Regions from separate parts of the Oryzias latipes genome. Here region 1 is linked to region 2. Evidence: chromatin contacts called from public Hi-C data. All regions are on one chromosome and are shown on one strand. Each heading gives the region's core, a stretch centred on a gene start, on an enhancer-like site or on the middle of the called end of the contact. The rest is flanking DNA. Distances are from core to core; before and after follow the strand shown.

Region 1 (4,682 bases), core at 162-2,661, 160 kb after region 2:
CCCTGGCATTTTCCCCTCCGACACCCAAGCTTTTCCCACAGCCCCCGCAGGAGAGCGGCACACTCGTCACTGGTTTTGGGTCAACAGCGTGCCCCGAGACTGGTGCTTTCTCGACAACACCGGCCAACATGTGTCATAATCCCTTAGTTATGCAAATCCCCCACACATCCCACCCCGCCTTGTGCTGTTTGTGCCGATGGTGAGAGGAAAGATGGCAGCACAATGTAGGTCACTATCTTGTTCCAAAATCTCCACATTTCTTAAGAGAGCCTGATTTCTCCTCCAGTAGCTGCTGATGCCTGGCATCCAGGTCAAGGAAGGGGTGGACAGCGAACGCCACAATTTGCCACCAGTTTTTGCATTAAACCAAAAAATAAAAAAAACAAGGCATATGGTGGGACAGACATATTGTTATTGTCTTAAACAGATTAAAACACGGTGTGGTGAGAGTGAATAAACATTTCTAAAAAGAAAGTGTGTCAGCCTTTTCAGAGAGCAGACGAGCTGGAGACAATACAGCAGAGGTCATTAGCATTGTATTCATTTGCCCAACTGAACAGAGAGCGAAAGTGTGCACTCAAGGCATGTGTGTGTGTGATGAGCAGAGGAGGGTGAGCTGGGTGTTGTTGTAATGATGGTGAGATCCCCTCCTTGACTGAAGCTTTGATTGAGGGGCACACTGAAAAAAAGAGGAGGAGGAGGAGGTGGAAGGGGGGTAAGGCTTAGGATTGGATGATTTTTTTTTCTTCTTTTACCATGGATGGGTGATAAAAATGTCAGGAGATATAAGTGATGACACCTCATGGGGGGCAATTATTGCCAGACCGGAGCCTGGTCAAAGGAAGTCAAACCAAACAAGTGTGGGTTGGGATATGAGCATGGCAGGACTTATACATCCCAGCAGCAAATCAGCTTATATGACATGAGGGATTTTGTGCATTAAGACAGCATTTCATCAACATAGTAAAAACACAAAAAAGTCTTCTTTCTAGCTGACCTGTACAATTTGTTATCTGCTGAAATACGTGTTTTTTTAAATAAAGATCCAACACTAGTGTCTTTTCAGCATCCAACATCCTCCTGCGTTTCATCTCATTTGGCACAAAGTTTCCCCTCAGTAACACATAAGTGGAATGCAGTACAATAAAACCCGAGCGCGCTCTAATGCTGAGAAAGGAGCAGAGAAGATCGACATGCTCCAGCATCCAGCTCGGGTGGAGGAGGAGCTGCATCTGTTTGGACTTAACACCTGTCAGGACGCCGGTCCGCCCGCGACAGCAGCTGGGATTCGGTGCGTCTTACCTGCTGAAGTCTGGTCCTCAGCTCCGTGTTTACGTCCCGCTCGACAGCCTCACTCCTTGCACTTGCTTCCTCTGCCTCGCTCCTCTCTCCTCTCCTCTGCTCCCCTCACGCAGGCGGGGGCGCGCGGCTGCGCGCGCAATCCCACCGTGCGCGCTGCAGCGCCGCTGCTGATGAGCGGCGGCCTCCTCCAGGCACAGAAGCATCCTAACGAACTGTTTCACAAAAACAACATATTTCATGGGATTCAGGCAGATGGGCAACAGCTGGATAAGTTTGAGCTTTAAACGAACTAAAAGTTGCCCTTTGAAAGCTTTGCAATGTCATTTTTGTGGACTACAACAGCAGGGAGCAGCACTTTAATAATTGATATTTTTGGTGGATTTAGGGTCAGGAAATTAAATATAAGGTTTAATCTTAATTCTAGCGCCAAAACCCCAAAATCATAAACATTTCATTTTTTTATGTAACTCCTCCACGGTGGGCTAATGTCCAGCTGTTTTAGAACCATGTTTGTCACAGAATTGTTGCATAAATGCCAATAGATCAACAATTAAAAGAGGTGTTTATGTGGCTTTTGAAGTGCACTTGCTTTTTAGAGACAGAAATATTTAGAAACATTAATCCAACTGTCTACACTGCAAAAACAGGCCCCTTAGAAATAAGTTATTCTTACCCCATAGGCAGATTTTTCTTTAAAATCTATCTGCCAAAGGGGTAAGAAAATGGTCTTCCCAAGAAATCTTACTTTAAAGTACCATTTTGATTATTTTTCATCTAGTATGTACCATGTTTTTACTGTGTTTTACTATGTTTTAAGTTTTATCATTAATATTGGATTTTTCTTTTCAGCCCTCTGTGTTTTGGCTTGATTTTATGCTGTAATTTTGGAAAGCACTGTGATTCTTTCTGGGGAAAATGCTATAGAAAAAAACAAATAAAGATTTCCTTTTCTATTCTATATCGTTCCCAGTGGCTTTTTTTCAATTATTATAATCATGCTATTTTTAGCCTAAATCAAATGACCTGTGTTGTTTTCTTGGACATAGTCTCTGCAGAGCAGCAGTAGTTCATAAGAAATTCACCTGAGTTGAGGGCAGAGCTGAGTAAGCCCGTCCCCATTTCCCATCATCCATTTGTTTTCATGTCTTCCACTTATTGGTGAGCAATATTTCAGATATCCAGCCGTACAGTTTGAGCCTGGTTCCAGCTCAAACAGGGAAACGAAAGCATCAGAATGGAGAGGAGCGGGAAGCTTGTGGCTCGCCACAGTAGCTTCTATGTCACACCTACAAGCTTTTTCCAGCTGCATTATTTCATCTGCTCCTGATTCACAACAAACCAACAATTCTCAGACACAACCTTTAAGGCTTGTTTTTTTCTCATAAATGTCCTCCATTACAAGAAAATTTTCACAATAACATGTTAAAAACATTAAATCGCGGTTGGGTTCATGTACTTTGTGGAAAATATGTAGGAGGATGGTGCATAGTTATAAACAACACAAAAAATACAATTTTAAAGGGTTCAAGTCTTTCAACATGACACTTGTTTAAAGTATTTTAGTCCCCTCCATCATCTTTTTAATCCTTTTGAAAAGTAAGAAACAATACCACTAGTTCCTTCAAAATCAAAGCTTTTCTCGAAAGGACCTGAAGCTCCTCACCTGAATGTGCCTCACTGGGGAATGCCTCTCATTTTATCGCCTCCAGTTAAAACTAAATGTCTTCAAACTCATTTTAATATTCCTATAATTTCCCCATGGATTAAATCTGTCAAATACTCGGAAGGAATTATTCTTTATGGGTTCAAGGGCACAACACTTTAGAATATGGCACTTAAATTGCAAAACCCTATTAGAGAGGAAGCGGGAAGTCGTCTGCTATCGGGATCCAAAAGCATCATGCTCTGTAAAGTGAAGAGATCGAGTCACACCTGAGCTCTTTTTCTGTTATTTATTCACCAGTCTTCATGTTATGCCAACCACATTAACAAGACAACCACAAATTGACCTTGCCCTTGTCATAAGCTCTTTGTACATTCCCCCCATATCATCCGCTTCCCTAAAACTAATTAAGTGCAAATGAGTTGGGTTAATTTCCCTCAGAAGCTGATTGAAAAATGGAACTGAGGAGCACGCCCCCAGAGGAAGAAGAGATGAAAGCTAAGGTGGGAAAATAGCAGCAAACCAGATGACAGAGCTACTGACTCCTAACTCCCAGGCAGAGATGGAATGCTTTGTTTACGTTTGATGTGTAGCAATTTTACCGAAGGTGAGAAAGAAATCAAATTAGTGATGTAATTACCACTGGGCAACAGGTTCATGACTCAGATGTGATCACATCATCTCAGAGTGCTGAGTAATGACATTGTTGCGTCTCTGTGGCAGCCTTTGGCGTCTGTGTTTAACCATGTTCACAACAGCGAAAGCACAAACCTGACAAGTACTGACTTTATTCAGAACTGAGAAAACTGGAGAATTTTCTGTAACTCAGAGGTGTTAAAGGAAAAACAAAAACACCCTGATGTTGCAAATATTTACAGCAACACAAACATGTTTAAGACATTTTGCTGTAAATTTAAATAAAGGTTATTTTGAAATCTTTTTATTAATACTTTTTTTTGTGAAATGTTTTACGTTTTTTGTTGTTTTTTAAGATATAGACAATAAAATGAGTAACTCAGCTCATTGGCCTTGTGGTAGAGTGTCCACCCTGACACTGGAACGTCCTGCAAATCCACGGCCGGGTCATACCAAAGACTCTAAAAATGGGACCCAATGCTTCCGTGCTTGACACTCAGCATTGAAGTGTTGGATTGGGGAGTTAAACCACCAAATGGTTCCCAAGCTGTCTGCAGCTCACCGCTCCCCCAGGGGATGGGTCAAATGCAGAGAACAAATTTCACACTCCTAGATGTGTGAAAACTAATGGAACTTGACTTGTAACATTTCATATAATCTTCCACATAATCCTACAGTACAGTGATTCATGCAAATTCTACATTTCTTTTTTTTTTTACATTTTGACTCTTGAGTTATTTTAGATTTGCAATTTACCTCAGATCCAGTGTCATGTATAATGCACAACTTTTTCAATTCTTTTGAGCCCTTGATGCCTATTGATGCAAACGTCCATCATACCCATTTGGCACCAAAATTACAAAATTTACATAAAAGCAAAAACAAAAGTGATTTTTTTATTCATGGAAATAAATTCAGGCATCGAAAAAAACTCAACTTTAAATATGATTGCTTGAGGTTGCAAAAGTGTAAGAATGTGGCCCTTTATTTTATTTTAATAATATATTTTTTTCTTAATTTTATTACTAATAGCCCTTTTCCCAATTAATATTAGAACAAGGTTATTGCTATTCTTAATTTC
Region 2 (4,681 bases), core at 236-2,735:
ACATTTAAAGACACTTCTACATAGTTTTATGGATAAAGCTGTTAATAATTATTAAAAAAAAAACCAAAAAAACCAAAAAAAAAGATAGTTGCAATTCATTTTAAACATGCCACTTAAAGGAACTGCAGCAACTAATTTTGAGAATCTCAGAAGAACACATTTAGAACATGCTTGCTAATCATCTTCCTGTTGTTTTTGTGTGTGTGTGTGTGTGTGTGTGTGTGTGTGTGTGTGTTCCTGTGTTTGCAGACTTTTCTATTTTTCTTTAATTTAATTTTTCTTTTAGACAGTAATGAATCCTTTTTCCTTCGTTTGCATTGCTGAAAAGGTAATAAGACTGTGTTTTGATGAAACACAACACATTGTTCTGCCAATAACAACAATAATAAATACAGGCTTTTGTTGCCATCGAAACAAACCCTACAAACCTCCGTAAGAAAGTTTCTTGAGACTGTGGTCATCCTCACACTGTTAAGTTTCGGTACCAACAACTATTCAAAAATCTTGTTATTGGAAAAAACTAAAAACTATATTCGTTTTTATTCTAATAAAACATAAAATCGTTTTATTAACTAAATATTACTAAAAAAAACAATAAACACAAAAGCCAGCATGTATTGACAAAATATTTTTGTCCATTATTTAAATTTATAAAAAAGTTCACGTGACATGGATGTGGCGAATATTTCTGTACAGATTCAATTGCAAAGTTCAGCAAGAAAAAAAAGGATAAAGAGAAACAATAGAACAAGGAACCAACAAGCAGGTTTCAAAGTCTCAAAAAGATGCTGATCATAAGGAAAGTGACATTTTTTTTTTATCTTACCCGAAGATGCTCCTCATATGATTCTTTTTTCTTGCTTTGCATGCTATGTGGAGCCTTTCTCTTCTTAAATAAAGGAATGAGAAAAAAAAAAAGTGTTGAGTTTTCATCCTTTACAGTGATCAAGCGGCTGACGCATGCCATGAACCTCGTCTGAACCCTCACCTGGCAGAATCCAACAATCTGTGCAGCGATGCTGCTGGTGTGCAGCAGGTACTGGTGGAGTCTCCGCCGGTACCTGAGCGCAGCGATCTGCGTCTCGTTCTGCAGAGTGCTCACCTGAGATAAAAGAAACTGTTCCCGCCTGTTCCACCTGAGCTCCGCCATCCGGGCCTCATGCTCCAGGCTCGCGGCTCTCTCCTCCAGCCCGTCGGCGAAGGCGCGCAGCGCCTCCACGCAGCTGTGCTCCTTTTTCAGGCGCACAAGCCCGCATCCTTCTCGACAACGCTGGCCCCTATCTGGTTCTCCTTCTGACTCCATCAGGGAGGATTTTTATAGATTGCTTTTCCAATTTGTGTTTGGTTTGTTTTCAGTTAGTTCATGTGCGTAATGTGAGGAGGGAAGTTTCTTTTGCTGCAACAAGTTAGAACAAAGTAGTCTGAACGCATGAAGGCGCATGTGTGGACTGTGAGGTCTGCGGGCTCTGCGCAGCTGTGAAAGGTCTGAGCTGAGCTCGCCTCTGAAAGCACCACATCAGGAGCGACATCTCCCAGCTCAGAAAACCGCACCCTCCTCCTCTTAAAATCCAGGAGTTAAAATCAAAGACTGATTTGTGTTTTAATTTCATTTTTTACATTTCTACAGTTGGGGATTTAGTGTGCGTAATTTAGTTATTCTGAAAATGATCTTTAAAAATAAAAATAAAAAAAGACTATCCAATAGAGGGTGCTACAGCTCCCACAATCTGAGATGATTTCTTGGGGTAGAGGTTTGCAACAACATGGGGCTTCGGAGCTACAAGTGGCGCTGTAACCCCTCCATTGTGGCTCTCTGGTAAAGAAAAATAAAAAAAAAGGTTTGAATAAAAAAAACAAAAGCAAAAAAAAACTGTTTAGTGAAAATCAAGAAATCCAAATAGTAAAGTAAAAAAAGGTAAACTAAAGTAAACTGCATTCAACTCCTTCACTAACAGTTGAAAGACTGTAGGTATCAGAAGCGGAACTAAAAAAAATTGACACATTTTTGTCCACCATGTACCACGAAAAAAGAAAAGAAAAAGGAAGACACCAGATTATACTCCAATGTTTATTATTTTATTTTTTTACTATCATTAATTTTTTTTGGAACAAAGTCAATGACTATACTCTACTACTACATTTGCTGCATTGAGATGCTCCTATGAGATATAGGGTGTCTTATTTTGAAAGGAAATTGTGTAAACCTCTGTCGAAAGCTTCAAGTTTTAAAGCAATTTCTTATTATTTCTTTAATTTAGTTCTAGTACTAGTAATAACATAAATGCAAAGTACTGTCTTATTTTTCTACAGGGTGAAGTAAGACTCTGTGGCTCCTTTTGGGTTGTCGTCAGTGAGAAGGTTGGTGACCCAAATGGCTCTTTAAGTGTTGAAGGTTGCAGACCCCTGTCTTGGGGTATTAGACAGTGTTAGATTGTGAATTTAAAGGTTGATGTTCACTGTCTGTTTGGAACGTTTTACAGATTAGACATCATATCATGCGTGTTCAAAATTATCCACTGACAGAAGGATAAACTCCCACATTTTCCATAGCTTACACGATTGTAGGAAATACACGATGACCTGTGCACATGAACAAAGACCCTCACCCTCTCTTTTTGTTACAACTCTCATGATAATTGTCATCGAGAGTGGTTTTTTTCCACTTCAGGGCCTCTCCTCTGGTGAAACATGTCTCGAGGGGACGATGCTCCTTCGGTGAGCAGCAGTAACGCAATATCTCCATTGAGACCTTCAATTATAAAGCATTCCTGTCTGATTTCAGGCCAGCCTTTTTATGCCTGACGCTGCATGACATACTGCAGGACCCTCAAAGGCAGAGTCACATTTCAGGCCTCCATGCGAAAACAGAGTGGTTCTGGTCTGCTGCGTGCACAGATTCAAAGTATGTTTTGGGTTGTCTAAGCTTTTAAAGGAAAAAGTATAGATTTACAAAAGAGAACAACAATCTGGTGAGGTTCTGCACACCTGTTATGGTTACAGAGTTGATCTACATGGGTTGACTGCAGTTGTAGATGTGTTTTTTTGAAATTGTCTTAGATTAGGCATGTTGGGCTTGAAGTGTTTTAAGTTTGAGAATAAAAACAAACAATCTTTTGTGTTTTTAGGAGGAAAAAACGTTTCACTGTCAACATTGATCAAACTTATCGCACAAGCCACATGCTTGAACTGATAAAGCCTCTAAATTACAGCAAATAGAATTTTTTTCAATCTGTTTTTTTCATTCTTGGGAGTTGTTCTAAACTGCTAATCTAACTCTGAAGGGTTTGTGGTAATCTGCTCTAGCATGAGACATATTATCAGCTCACCTTTCACCTGCATAAAACCTGATAAGAAAATTCTAACAGCTGTTCTGTTGAGAAAGTACCAACCTCTTCTGCGGTGTAGAACAACTTGAAAGGCAGTCTTTGAGATAAAAACATGTGGAGTTCGTTAAGCTGGCAGGTTTGCAGAATATCAAAGCATCGCTGCTGTCAATCTTCTTGTCTTAAAAGTCCCACTCCGATCATCTGTTTTAAAAACGTTCTCAGTGGTCTTAAAACTATGATTATGATTATTTGTCTAAGTGGGATGCATCAGACTGTAGCAGAGCAGAGAGCATTTTTTTCTTTGCTTCTTCTTTACATTTCTTCTTTACATATGCAATATTAAGCTTAATTTCTTTTTTTCATGTCCTTCATATGCATTTGAAAAATGCCAAACATGTTTTAAATCACAAAAAAACACAATTTTCATTAGAGTGGGTCTACAAGACCCTGGTTTTGATCTGGGAGATGTTTAGGTCACATTGTGATGTGATAAATTAGTTAAATTTACTCAGTTACACTTATTTGAGTAACAAAAGAAGAGTTTTTCTGAGCATATTTTAATAAACCATAAGTTTTTGTTTTAATTTTTTACTTGAGTATATGTATATTGCTTACTCAGCTACATTTGGATTCATTCTTAGTACATTTTTCTTCTGCATGTAACACTTGTACCTTTCATTTATACTTGCTGCCAAATAAGAGATTAAAGGAATGGATTTATTATTTCTGATTTGTTCAATTGTTTTTATTTCAACGTTTGGAAATAGCAGAATGTGCACTTTTATTTATATGTTCTGTCCGTCACAATATCTATTAAAATTATCTGACCCAACTGGACCTATACCAATCAGAATGTTCTTGCAATCTGAAGGATTGTGACAACAACCATTAGTTGTGTATTACGGGTTTTATATTTGTTATGATTTAGCATTTTACATAAAACATTGAGACAGTTTGAGAACCCTAAAAAAAGCTTTATCTATACATTTTAAGCTTTATTTTTTGATATGCTGAAGCTGTTACTCTGTAAATGAGTAGTATTTCTCCTGTTAGTTTTCTTTCCTGAGTAATGAAAACGTGACATTTTAATTTTTCCTTTATAGCAGTATTTTGAAGTATCACTTCTCTAACCTCTGCATGTGCTTCAATATCTTTAGCCTGTCAGGAAGGGGGTTAGTTCTCATCTCATTGCCCAGTCAACAAAGGCATTTTAGAGCACTAAAGATTGTTTGTTTTAGCTTTTGTCCTTTCAGTCTCTTGCTCTTGAGTATAGAGATGTCTATACATATCCATAGTGGATCTTTCTTTTCCGTGGTTGGTGAGGGGGCACGACTTCTATGTCCCAAAACCTTCAT

Evidence for each region. Hi-C and Micro-C count contacts between places; a contact is called where the count stands out from the background.
Region 1: a contact with region 2 is called in a Hi-C map of gastrula embryo, with 1.9 times the contacts expected there. The contact joins the promoter of LOC101171409 here to the enhancer-like site in region 2. A contact is called at or near these places in 3 of 5 Hi-C or Micro-C datasets (embryo, fibroblasts and gastrula embryo).

The regions. Positions count from the first base shown.
Region 1 is chr6:13,239,853-13,244,534 of ASM223467v1, forward strand. It overlaps LOC101171409 (neuronal cell adhesion molecule), which reads right to left and starts at 1,412. Exons shown (of 31, transcript XM_020703869.2): 1 at 1,303-1,412.
Region 2 is chr6:13,077,521-13,082,201 of ASM223467v1, forward strand. No RefSeq gene overlaps it. Among protein-coding and RNA genes, the nearest start is that of LOC111947533, 77 kb to the right of the region's middle. Within about 2 kb of position 1,486, at least 2 of the 8 cell types and tissues checked have an H3K27ac peak or open chromatin away from gene starts, as enhancers often do. A contact at or near this core is called in embryo and gastrula embryo, where this site is marked.